2 separate regions of the Mus musculus genome follow, and region 1 is linked to region 2. The links are chromatin contacts, called in public HiChIP or PLAC-seq maps. All regions are on one chromosome and are shown on one strand. The core of a region is the stretch at or near the end of the contact, and the rest is flanking DNA. Distances in the headings are between cores, read along the strand shown. Region 1 overlaps Acsl5 (acyl-CoA synthetase long-chain family member 5). Region 2 has its middle 23 kb from the start of Smndc1.

Region 1 (6,667 bases), core at 1,413-3,912, 1.9 Mb after region 2:
GAGTGTGCATGTGAGTATTCAGGTACACACGGGAGAGTGCATACATACAGATGTGCACAGGCAACGTTAACTCCAGGTGTGGTTTCTCAGGACATGGCTACCTCATGTTTTGAGGCAGGTTCTGTGCTGGGACCTAGAGCTTGGTGATGGAGGTAACCTGGCTGGGCGGTGAGCCCCAGGGGTCTGACTGTCTCTGCCTCTCTACTGTTCGGGTTGTCTGTAATTCTTACATGGGTGCTGGGGATGGAACTGTGCTTGTACAGCAAGAACATGATTGACGTTGCATGCTCCTGAATTGTCCATGTTAGAAGGGATGATTCTGCTGGGTGTTAGTTATGCGTTTGAAACAGCGTAAGGGCAGCAATGAAAACCATCGGAAATGACTGAATCTTCTTAAGTTGGGAACTCAGTCAGCAAGGTAGTCATTTCTGCTGGCAGATACACAGACCCTTCAGTACCTTCAGCTCACCAAATCCCTTGCCAGCATATCCAAGGTCCTTTCATTCTCTTCAAATGTGTAAATCTGGCCAATGTTTGTAGTGGCATGGACAGACACACTCTCTTTGTAAGCAATATGACAAAAGTATGTCTGGAAGGACTAGTCAAATACAGGCAGACTATGGTTCAAATTACAGTAGATGTGTTCTTATTAGTTTCTTTTAAAAAGCTTCCTACTCGTTGAAACTGAGGGGGTTTTTTTGGTTTGTTTTTATGATTTCTAGTGTTCTGGGTTATCTAAGTGGAAAATTTGACAACCTAGTGACTCTTGGCCCATGTTACTATGTGGTAACAATTAGCTGTGATTGACAGCATTTGCCCCTCTTGAGACTAGTCAAGGATGTCCAGTCTCCTTTCTCCCAGGGGGTTACCTCCCAGGACATTGGTCCTCCTACCCCTTACACTTCTACCATACCCACCACCACTGGACAGAAACTTCATCTTCTGACCCTGCTTTGAAGATAGAATTTGTAAATCTCTCATTTAAGGTCAGCTTGTCCTCTAGAGGAGATGGCAACATTCTTGGTGCCTCAAATTTGTTTTCATTGTTGAAAGATGTCAGGTAAGGATCTATTTGTAGGTGTGCTTTTGACAAAGGTAGAAACCCCAGGTGATAAAATCCAACTTGGCTAACAGCCGTGCCCAGCCCAGGAGAGGCAGGTAGGGACAAGTACTAACTAGATTTCTAACTGGCTCTGCTACTTGCTGCCAAAGCCACAGTTTCCCTGGGGCCATCTCCCTTTCACTCTGGGTTGAAATAGCTGCCCTAAAAACGGTGACCTACCTGGCTGCTCTTACTGGCTTTGGCTCCTGGAGTCCCTCATGGCTGGACAAGCCCAGGTATAGCTGGATTGCCAAGCCCCAACTATCAGAACCCTGCCAGGGAATCACGATTGCTCCCTAATGTTTCACACCCCAGCTTGGGTAATAGGTGGGTCCTGGTTTTCTTTTATTTTCTACCCCTGGATTCAGTGTAGAAGGTGTTTCAGAGCTGATATCTCAGACTCTGGAGTTTAGTTTTCCTCCATAAAATGGAAAGTAACCACCCTATAGTTAAGCAAGGGACCGACCATGAGAACAAGGACCTGGCATTCTTTCTTGTCCCCCCCCCCAAAAAAAAAGAACCCTCCCCCTTGATGTGTTAGGGCTATTCTGGACTGGAATGAAGAATTGCCTTCATGGAAGAAGGTTCCAGGTGCCTAACACAAAACTCTAAGCATAGCTAAGATCCTGATCTGACAAAGATTTTTATTGGGCTTGTTTTGCCCCTTTGATTTTGAGTAGGATCAATTGACCTGGACTCTGAGATGCTGTTCTGCTGTGTGTTGCAGTCAAGTTTGAAGAATGCAGATCTGGGACTTCATTTGCTGTGATCTGTAAGGCCCCAGATATTCAGTTCCTGAGTCCTGAGCCTAGGAACAATAAGAAAACAACTAGGTGTATGATAGCTCTTCCTGGAGAAGGCTGGAAAACCAGGGTGTGGACTTGGAAAAGTCTCTGCCTCCCACCCCCGTGAGGCTTATGTTCTTTTCTGTGAAACAGTACTTCATGATGCTGGTATCTACCTCTGCTCAGTGCTGGGCATAATCAGTACTTATCGGCTGCTACTAACCTATCCAAGTCTGAAACTTATGAAAGGACACACAGAAAGGCTGGCTCACTTATGGGGTGGCTGAAATGCTATAAAGAGCTATATGAGCGGAAGCTTGTGTGCTCCAGTTCCTTCAAGAGCCCAAATCCTATCTGTTCATCGTGTTGGGTACATTCTTGACTGCCTTTCTCTGTACGTCCAATGTTGATCTCAAGAGAAATGGTTCCCCAGGGCTTCTGAGATGGTGATGTGGGATACAGGAGCATCTTTCCTGCAGGATGATTGGTTTGTGAAAGCTGTGACGTCACCTCTGTAGAGGTCCCTACTGTTTAGTTTATGTCAGGGGAGCCCAGGTGGAAGAGCTGGACTCTGCCTGAGCAGGGGAGGCTGTCTGCACACCCTCCCCTACTATGCTAGGTGGCAAGGTGGCCTTCTGGGTTCTGTGGGCCATAAATAAAGAAGCAGTTGGTTCTCGAAATTGGGAAATGATTAACTTGTCTTCTTTGATTCCTTCTGCCTTGTGTGAGGACGGTCAAGTAGCTGGGGTGGAGACTGCTTCCATTATTTCCAACATTGCCAAGGTAAACAGTGCAAGAAATTCTAGAGAGGCCCAGCTCTGTTCAGAGAGCATATGAGAGAGGGAGGGAGGGAGAGAGAAAGAGAGAGAGAGAGAGAGAGAGAGAGAGAGAGAGAACATGTGTGTCCCTCTGTAAACAGAGTAAAACATAAAAATGCACCCACTTCCTCTAACTTTTTCTTTGTTTTTTCTTTTTTTTTTAAGGTCTGAATTTCCTGTTGGTATTCACAAAGATGCTTTTTATTTTTAACTTCTTGTTTTCCCCACTTCCAACTCCGGCCCTGATCTGCCTCCTGACGTTTGGAACGGCCATCTTCCTGTGGCTGATCAACAGACCTCAGCCAGTTTTACCTCTCATTGACTTGGACAACCAGTCTGTGGGGATTGAGGTAATGACCTTCAGTTTGTCAGCCTTGACTGAGCACATACTGCAATTCAAACCCTGGTGGGGGTAACATATGAAGGGAAAGAACTGGGGAAGTGAACCTTCAGTCTGCAAATGTCTTTTTCTAGCAAATTTCCCTCGAAACACAATAAAACCAGTAGTATAAGGTGGTGGCCTAGATTGTGGGTTGCTAACTACTCCCCTTCCTATGCAGATGTAAACTAAGGATAGAGTTCCAACTCTTTAACTAGGTGAATTGTTTATAAGGAGCAGTTTTTGTATGTTCTATGAAACTACTTACTATTTAGAGAGACTTTGCTAGGAGGCCAGCTTCCTGGAGGCATCCAGCGTCTGAAGTGGCTGCTTTCTGCAGGTCTGAGTTTCAGCTAATATTCACTGGTCAGTACTGGTGGAAGCTGAACCGGGCACATTCCTCTGGCTTTCAGCAAGATGCCCAGTTTCCTCCTGACCAAGCATGCCTTCCCTGCATTTCCTTCCCTCCGCCTCCGCAAGCGGCAAGCACAACCCATTTTCATCCAGTTTCCTCTTCAGAGAAAAGAGCATCCTTGTCTCTGGCCAGTTGAGCCCTCCTACTCTGTCCACAACTTCCCTCACCTGTTCCATTTATAAGCCACCAGCCTTCAGCCTTCCTCTCAACTGACTGACACTTGTGTCCTGACCACTCCACCTTCCACATCCCCTTTCAACAATGCATCTTCCTGAAACCATCCTCAGTCATCTAGGCTCCTCCCCCTCTGCTTCTATTGTTTCCTTCCACCATGTTTTGATTCCCCTGAAGCACCGGACCCCCTGTAAGAGGCAGGCAGTAAATTGTGAAGGTTTTCTGGGCCACATGCACCTGGAGCTGGCCTCCACTTAATGCTGTTAGAGAGTGAAAGCACCAGCGACCTGTAAATAAATGATCAGAAGTGTGTTAATGAAACGTAATTCATAAAAAGCAGCAGCTTAACTCAGAGTTAGCCACCAACTCTGATTCTGCATAACTCACAGCTGGGAAGACATCTGCTTTTTTGCTAGTGAAGTGCTCAGTGGATTAAGATGCTTGCTCTGCGGGCTGGAGACCTGAGCTCAATTCCCAGAAGCTGTGGGAAGATGGAAGGGGAGAAGCAAGTGTCACAGAAGTGTCCTCAGCCACCCATGCATGTGCCATGGTATGCACACCTACACATTATTCCAACACAATAAATTACTGTAATTTAGGAATGCCTGTAAAGGCACAACACCCAGTTCTGACATCTGTGAAGTTCAAGTGTGGCAAGCTCTCTGGTTATGAGTTATAGTTCTCTCTTCACATACTTAGGAGTACACACACATACACGCACACATAGACATTCACACACATGTACTTGTATGAGTATGTACATGTATATTATAACATGACCATACCACAACTTTAGATTTAAGACATTGACTAGGGGTTGCTGACATAGCTCAGTGGGTAAAGGAGCTTACTCCATGAGCTCAATCCCCTGGGACCTGAATGAAAAAGAGAGGGGGGGGGGAGGAAGGAAGGAAGGAAGGAAGGAAGGAAGGAAGGAAGGAAGGAAGGAAGGAGCTGAGAGCAGCTGCTGCGGGGCTGCAGTTCCTAGCTCCCTAGAGCTAGGTTAGAGAGATAAGAGGCCTGGGAAAGGGGAGCTGGCCTGTCAGCAGGCCAGAGCTGAGTGTCCAGGTGGGAGCCTGGGGAGGGTGTAGAAGGAGCTGGAGAAACACACAGGGCAAGGAACTGTTAGAGCGAGCGGAGGGGAGGAGTAGCTGAGAAGGTGGACTCTAGAATTTGGGGTGAAATTTGATGGATGGCAGGAGTCAGCAGAAACAAATGATCCATACGTACCTTAGAATAGTCAAGTCAGCAGCTTGGTTCAGAGAGGCCAAGTTCCTTGGAAGGGAATTCCTATATACCAATCCTGGGTTCCAGCACCAGAGGAATGAAAAAAGGAATCAAAAGGAGGGGCATTACTGCTTCCTAGACATGGAGGAGGAGAAGGTTTATTGTAGACCGAAGGGAGAGCATAGCCAGAGGCAAAGACATCTGGGAGAGTCTAGAGGAAAAATTGACCCTGAGCTGGCTCACGTAAAGAGGTGGGGGAGGGGAGAGAAAGAGCTAGACCAAGAGGCCAGGAGGGTAAGGGGTAGATGAACATGGCCTGGTAACCAACATGGCTGAATTATATAGGGAAGGGCAGCTAGAAGAGCAACCTAGCTTCTGGGCTGGAGTTTAGGTTAGGGTGCAGGGCATGCAAGCCAAACCCTGTAACAGGTAGGGACTGACGGATGTTGGGAGAACACGGCTGCCAGGTCTGCTTTGATATGGTGGCTTTCAGCCATTTGTTCCAGGTTTGAGACCTACATGGTAGAAGAAGAGAACAGCCTCCAGGTTGCCTCCTGAACTCCACACGTGTGCTGTGGCGCACATACCAACACATACACACATGCATGCAATAAGTAAAGAAAAACATTGATTTTTTTTTTTAATTGAGCATGGAAGAAGGGGCTCATGGTGCTGTGCTCTGCCTTCCCTGAGGGAACTATCAACTATTGGAAGCTGCTGTGTGCGCGGGAATTCAGGATATTGAGTGATGTAGTCACTGGCAATTACCTACAAACCACTGGATTATTCTTCCCTCTCTCTCCTGTGCATTCAGGTCTCAGGGAAATTCCATTTCCTCCAACACCAAAAGGTAGTCCTGGAATGTAGAAGAAAAGGCAAGCATTCTTCAGGAACTTGTGAAGCCAGTTTCCCTCTAACAAAGGAGCCACTCACCCTTATCACTGGCAGGAGAACACTTGGCTGCCTGTGATACTTATTAGCACCTATTAGCATACCAAAGCCCAAGCAGGGCCTCCCGGATCCCTTACAGTGACAGGTGTCTTACCCCAGCTGCATGCTGCAGGCTAGGGTCCTAGCGCCTTTTACTCTAGACTCCCTCTGGCTCAAGGACTTCCTTCTGCCACTACTCCTTCTCCGTAGAAGTCTATTTTTTAAAAATTTTTTATTAGGTATTTTCCTCATTTACATTTCCAATGCTATCCCAAAACTCCCTCATACCCACCCCCCCAATCCCCTACCCACCCACTCCCCCTTTTTGGCCCTGGCATTCCCCTGTACTGGGGCATATAAAGTTTGTGTGTCCAATGGGCCTCTCTTTCCAGTGATGGCCGACTAGGTCATCTTTTGATACATATGCAGCTAGAGTCAAGAGCTCCGGGGTACTGGTTAGTTCATAATGTTGTTCCACCTATAGGGTTGCAGATCTCTTTAGCTCCTTGGGTGCTTTCTCTAGCTCCTCCATTGGGGGCCCTGTGATCCATCCAATAGCTGACTGTGAGCATCCACTTCTGTGTTTGCTAGGAAGTCTATTTTTATATGATCTGTCGGTCTGTCTGTCTGTCTGTCTGTCTCCAGGTCCATCCCTCCCTGCTCCTGCTCTGATCCACTCATAGCCAAGGTCTTGTCTGATGGCCATGGTCATCCATTTGTCTTCTGCTCTGGATGCTTCCAGATGCCTCTGGCTGTTTCTCTCTCTGTCTCTCTCTGTCTCTCTGTCTCTCTCTCTCTCTGTCTCTGTCTCTGACTCTGTCTCTGTCTCTCTCTCTC
Region 2 (6,250 bases), core at 131-2,630:
AGGTTGAGGGCAGCCTGGCCTACAGACCCCATTCTTTTGTTGTTTTTGTTTGTTTTGTTTTTGTGTGTGGTGGTGGGGTTGTAGAGACAGGGTTTCTCTGTGTAGCCCTGGCTGTCCTAGAACTCACTCTGTAAACCAGGCTAGCTTCAAACTCAGAGATCCATCTGCCTCTGCCTTCTGAGTGCTGGGATTAATGACCCCCAGCTCAGACCCTGTTTTAGAAACAAAATATCCAAATAAAAACAAGTTTCTGTGGGGGGGGGGGGGGGACCACGACGGGACAGGACGGACATTCACCCACTGGGTATATGTGGATGCCAGAGGTCTTACACTGGAATGGCTTCTTCAAGACCTTCTCTCCCTTTATTTTCTGATACTGAATCTCATTAAACCCGGAGCTTTGTTGCTTTAGTAAGACTGGCTTGCTGGCTCCCCTGGGGCTGTGCCTGCCTCTGCCCTCCCCACCCAACACTGGAGTGACAGAGCTCTCAGACCTTATGTGGAAGCCAGGGTTCCAAACTAATAGCCAACGCTTTCCCTACTGACCCATATCACGACACCCCAACCCCAAGTTTCCTGGGGGTGGGTAGGGGTGTGAGCACACAGGGCAAGCATTTATTCTCTGTGCTTTCTGTCATCTCGCCAATAGTGACTGCAAACTCTTCTCTTCCTTGTTGATAGTCACAAAAAACGTCTTGAGGAAGCCTGGGCTCATCCATCTGTCAGGAGTACCGGCTCGGGAATGAAGCTTTGATGGTCTGTAGAGCCAAGCAAAGGAAGCAACAGCACTTTGCTTGATCATTATTCAAACACTCGAATATAACCAAGCGGATGTTCTCATGAGGCTGTGCATCCATGTTCTCTGTGTGTGGATAACATAACAGCAACGGGAAATGTTCCACCCTGTGCCTGGCATGTAACAGGAACTCGACAAATATTAGTTGTTTCTAGTTGGGTGAAAAGGTGGTCTTTACAGCTATGAGAAGGGGCCAGGCCAGGTGAGGCAGCAGACCGTAGGTTTAATTGTGCCCTTCAGGGGGCCTTTGAGATTTCCCACAGCTAAGGACTCTTGACCATTCTGACTTCCAGGAGGCCTTTTAGCCTTCTCTGTGTGTGGGGGTGGGCTTTCTATCCTTGCCTGGGTTCTCAGAATCATAAATAGCCTCAGTAGAGGGAGTCCGGGGTTCTGAGTCTGCCTGTGCTAATGGATGGTCACCACACCCCCTGCCACCACAGCTGGTGACAAGGCCTTCAGCATAATGGAAGGCATTTGGGGATCTATTTTTTTCCTCTTCAGGCAGAGAGCATTACTCACCTAGGGCTGTGTGTCACAAGGAAAGAGAGCAGAAAACACAATAAACCCCGCTAAGGATGAGTCAAATTTCAATAGAGGCTCAGTTCCAAGGCAGGAGGCGGGCTGTTTCTTCTGCATTCCTGAGATTCAGATTGCAAGGAGTCCTGAACTCCCTGCTCCCTCTCCGCAGGAAGAATGCAATGGAACAACCGTGCTCCATTGTGCTATTTCTAGGTTAGAGAAACAGGGGAAAGATTGTGTGGAGAGCTGGTTTCTTAAAGTCCCGGAGGCTGGTTGGGGACCACCACGGGGAGCCAGGCCTTACCTTCCCAACCCCTTCCCCCACACCCCAGCTCTTTGTCCTTTTCTTTCTGTGGTGCCTTTCTGTGTTTTTTTTCAGCTGGCTGTAAGTCTGAGTGTGGGAAACAGCCCTGTTCTCCATCATTTCACTGTCTAAGGCCCTCCCTAGTAAGCAAACAGGGGGGGCAGGTCCCTTTCTCCAGGGTCAGAGGCCACCACTGGGCTCTGACCAACCTGAAAAGCTTTCTTCTTAAGGTGGCATGAGATTCCCCCCCCCCCCCCAGGAAGTGCCAAGAAACAATTTTATGATGACCTAGAGTCTAATTTTACACGTTCACATCCTTTCTTTTTTCAGTAAAAGGAAGAGGCGAAGGCAGGTGGCTCTCTGTGTATTCCAGGGTAGCCTGATCTACATAACAACCTACAATCCAACCAGGGCTACATAGTGAGTCTCAACCACCACCACCACCACCACCACCACCACCACCACCACCACCACCACCTCCAAACCAACACGGAAAGCTCTAAAGGAGGTTGGGGTTAAGTTCAATGTAGACAGACACTGTTAAATTCTCTCCAGATTAAGTTCAGAGATAGACAACGTATGCCATCACTGAATTAGCCCTTCTCTGTCTTCCACGAAGCTTCTTTTGAGCATCTCGACAGGCCATTGGGACAAACACCACAGAATATACACATTTTGACAGAAATGGCATACCTGAGGCCAGTGGTCCCTAAATTTGGATGGATACGACAGGCACGGGGAACTTGGGGTAATAAGTTCTTTCTGTATTGTAAGGAATTTCTCGGTTCCTAGGCGTTACATAGAAATCTCCCCAAGTGGCTCTGATGGCCACTGGCTTTGGAGCTATGACATAGGGCTATGGTTTGAAAGGAGGCGATCACATGCCAGCTACTATTTACTGGGCATTCGTTTGTTTATTTTTTTTTTAAAGATTTATTTATTGATTATATGTAAGTACACTGTAGCTGTCTTCAGACATTCCAGAAGAGGGAGTCAGATCTCGTTACGGATGGTTGTGAGCCACCATGTGGTTGCTGGGATTTGAACTCCGGACCTTCGGAAGAGCAGCCGGGTGCTCTTACCCACTGAGCCATCTCACCAGCCCTGTTTATTTTTTTTAACTGGCTGATTAAGAGCCTGTCTCACGAAAACAAAACAAAGGTTGCTAAATTTATGGTCTAGAGGCTCGTTGGTTAAATATGTGCCACACTTGTAGAAGACCAGAGTTTAACTCATAACAGCCTGTAAGTCCAGCTCCAAGGGATCTATCTCTCTCATACCTGATTCTAGCTTCTGTGGGCACGTGAACACAGATGACACTCGCGTGTGCGCGCGCGCACACACACACACACACACACACACACACACACCACAGATACAGATACAGACAGAGACAGAGACAGAGAGACATGAAGAATTCGTCTTTAAAAACTTGGAAACTGTACTGCATTTACTTATTTACATTTGGATGGGTGGGGGGTGGGGGTGGTGGTGGTGGCATGCAAGCCATGACTCACTTGTAGAGATCAAAGGGCATTCTGTGTGGGAGTCGCTTCCCTCCCTCCCTCCCTCCGCCACATGGATCCCAATGACTGAACTCAGACTTGGTGGCAAGAGCCTGTACCCACTGAGTCCTGATGATGGACCCTAAGTAGTTTTATTTTTAACTTAGAAGGGGCTGGGCTTTGTGCCACAGTGAAGAAAGACAGAGAAGGTAGCAGTCCTGAGAGCAGCCCTGATGGCCTCTGCTTTGACCAATTAGTAAAAGAAAAAGTCTCTTAACTAAGTAATGCCCAGCCTTTTTTTTTTGTCTTGTTTCTGACAAACTGCAAACCAAAGAAAAGAAACAAGTCTCCATGGGCGACCTATGGTGGATAGTTCAATCCCTTGGTGTGTTTACACATCTATTTTTACCATGGGCACATTTGTAGGCACACTTTCCCACAGATCCACACAGGTGCTACACCCACACCCACACACGCCACATTCAGTGACACAGACTCACACCCAGACATTTAATACACAATGAAACCACAATCAATTCACAGTCCCTCAATACACCCACCACACACACACACACACACACACTCTCTCTCTCTCTCATTCACTCACGCTCAGCACACACTGATAATCCTTGACAGATAATACATATGCGATAGGCACGTTCAACACATACACTCTGCCTACACACTCAGCATTTAGTCCCACAGTCGCAGTATCTGACTTTATGGCTCGGCAATCTGAAAGGGTGACAGGCAACTTGTGAGGAGCCAGGAAGAAGCGTTCTCCGACGTTGGTTTCATGCCTTATCTATCTACCCAGAGACCTAAGGGAAGAAGTTAAGGCACGAGAGCAACTCAACCCAAAGTAACACGTGCTATGGCTTTTAAAAGAGAAATGGGTTGTTCTGAGTTATCTCCCACAGAGTTAAACTGTTAAGTTGAGAGAATATTACAGAAGCCGCCTGACCATTTGGACAAATTAGTTGACGTCAGGTATTATAAACTCAAAACGTCAATGAAGAACCCCGTTAGCAAGTGGAATCGATAATCTTAAAATATCTAAAATTAATTTTTTTTTTGTACTCAAGCGCTGACGTTAGCAGCATCCTTTTAAAAAGGAAAGAAGAAAGGCCCAGAGCATTCTGGGTAATGGCATGCAAATGAAGAAGATCGCGGTGTTCCTTGTCCGTTCCTGGCTGGCACGGGGTTCTGGACCGGCTCATATGGCAAGAAATGCTCTCAGTAGAATACATCCCCACTTAGCCGGGCTCTGCGTCGTGAGGACTTCGTGTCCTTCCTATGTTCCTCTTCCCGGCCGCTGCCAGCTCGCTTTCTTTCCTCTCAGCTCCGTTTTCCCGTTCCAGGCCTGTGCGGTAGATATTTTGATCCTCTCCGTTCTAGACTCTAGAGCATCTGTTGGATATGCAAATGTGTCTGAGGCACAGGTGCCTCACTTCAAGAAAACCCAAGGAGAGTCACTGGAAGGCACTCGTGGTTTCCATGAAAATTTAATACTTTTTGTTGCTTTAAGTTTTTACTTTTTTTTTCTCCCTATTTTAATATTGAGAAAGCTAAGCTGATTCCACGACAGGCCTCAGATTGGCAGTGAAATTGGAGAGTAGGTCTAAATCTCTGTTTCCAAGAACTGGGCAAGTCCGGGCCTCAGAAGCTAACTGTCTCCAGGCCTGAGGACAACAGGTCACCAGCAGTTTCCAGACTACCTCAGCTACTCCCTCAGACAACAGTTTCCGATCTCCCCAGCAACTTTCCAGCCCCCCCCCCCCACACACACACCCCGGGAATGACCCAACAGATTAACATAGAAGTCACCTACCCCAGAATTCCCTAATGTGCTTTGAATCAGGCCTGCAAGCTCACTTGGGTGTCTCTGTCTTGGTAATGGGGAGGCCCTGGCATGCTGGACCTCTGCAGAATAAAACACTCTTTGCGTTCACATACTAGTGAGGTCCAGGGTATCATTCTACTGACATAGATCATGATCTTTACAATATCTTATTACATGTTAGAACATACCAGTTTGCCACTATGGAGATTAAAACAATAACCAACGAACCGGATCCGTTGCCTGATATAGTTTGAGAAGCGACAAAACAGACGCAAAGAATGTAAGACTTCTGTCTAGGAAAAGACACAAAGAAGATGAAAGAAGACCTGCAAAGTGAAGGGTGGAGGTTTGTGATACAGGAATTGTCCAGGGAGGAGAGGGAGGGAGGAGTAGGAGGAGAGGGGGAAAGGTAATTCGAACAAAAATGGATGAAACCCTGGATGCCTAGCGAACTTCACTATATCCAGAAAGATGGCTATTAAGGCTAAAGGGGTTGGGGACACAGCCACATGGTGGAATGTTTGTGTAACGTGGGATCTGAATTAGGCTCCAAACCAAACTACCCTCAATGGGAGTGTTGTGGATGAAGAAGGTAGGGGGGGGGGGTTATTGTATAGGGATGTGCGCAGTGGGGTTCCTTCGTTAAATCCAGCCACTTACCTAAGCCGAACTTCCCAGAATACCTCAGTGCCGTGCAAGTTTCTGCAGCATCATTTGCTCCCTTAGAACGGGATCTTAAGTATCCAGCACACGCAGGCAGAAGGATGTTTCCCAGCCTCCAGGAGCCCTTTGACTCCAGTCTCCTGTTCTTAGCTGAGCTTTCTGCCCCTGCCACCTTTGAATTCCTTACTCTGTTCACCCGTGCAGCCCCCTCCTCGTGGTTTAGTTGGATAGGGAATTCTCCCTATCTTGTTTCTCTAAACTTTGGTGCATTTTACTTGGTTCTTTGGGTCTGCGGCTTAAATGGATCTATTGATCTTTCTGACCTGCTCAGGATCGTTGCTATTTTTAAGCAGAACTGGGACGTACTAAATAATAGCAATCGGAAACCTTCTCCACTGCTGAAAGTGACCTCCGAGCCAGGCAGGCTTTCAGGATCTGACACAGCAATTGGAGGGACTTCACTCTGTGTATGGGAGGTCTGGGGCTGCGCCTTACCCTGATGCCAGCCTCAGACAATAGTAGATCCATCACTGCCTCTCTCTGTATCCCTCTGTCTTAGTTAGGGTTTTACTGCTGTGAACAGATACCATGACCAAGGCACTCCTATAAGGACCACATTT

The links. HiChIP or PLAC-seq counts read pairs in DNA pulled down with a chosen protein or histone mark.
Region 1: a FOXA1 HiChIP or PLAC-seq map of pancreatic cancer cells shows a contact between it and region 2. The contact joins two enhancer-like sites. A contact is called at or near these places in 6 of 39 promoter capture datasets (the C10 cell line, the HPC-7 cell line, frontonasal cranial neural crest and 3 more) and 4 of 115 datasets of contacts at active chromatin or transcription factors (embryonic stem cells, epiblast stem cells, large pre-B cells and 1 more).

Annotation. Positions count from the first base shown.
Region 1 is chr19:55,265,774-55,272,440 of GRCm38.p6, forward strand. Acsl5 (acyl-CoA synthetase long-chain family member 5) reads left to right here. Exons shown (of 22, transcript NM_027976.2): 2 at 2,871-3,055. The coding sequence starts at 2,900. Gm31595 (a long non-coding RNA gene) reads right to left here. Exons shown (of 4, transcript XR_003952865.1): 3 at 3,353-5,756; 4 at 1,620-1,910. Among named protein-coding and RNA genes, the nearest start is that of Gm31595, 5.1 kb to the right of the region's middle. Within about 2 kb of position 2,663, at least 35 of the 459 cell types and tissues checked have an H3K27ac peak or open chromatin away from gene starts, as enhancers often do. A contact at or near this core is called in pancreatic cancer cells, where this site is marked.
Region 2 is chr19:53,410,966-53,417,215 of GRCm38.p6, forward strand. No RefSeq gene overlaps it. Among named protein-coding and RNA genes, the nearest start is that of Smndc1, 23 kb to the left of the region's middle. RefSeq lists an enhancer at 70-2,504. Within about 2 kb of position 1,381, at least 140 of the 459 cell types and tissues checked have an H3K27ac peak or open chromatin away from gene starts, as enhancers often do. A contact at or near this core is called in pancreatic cancer cells, where this site is marked.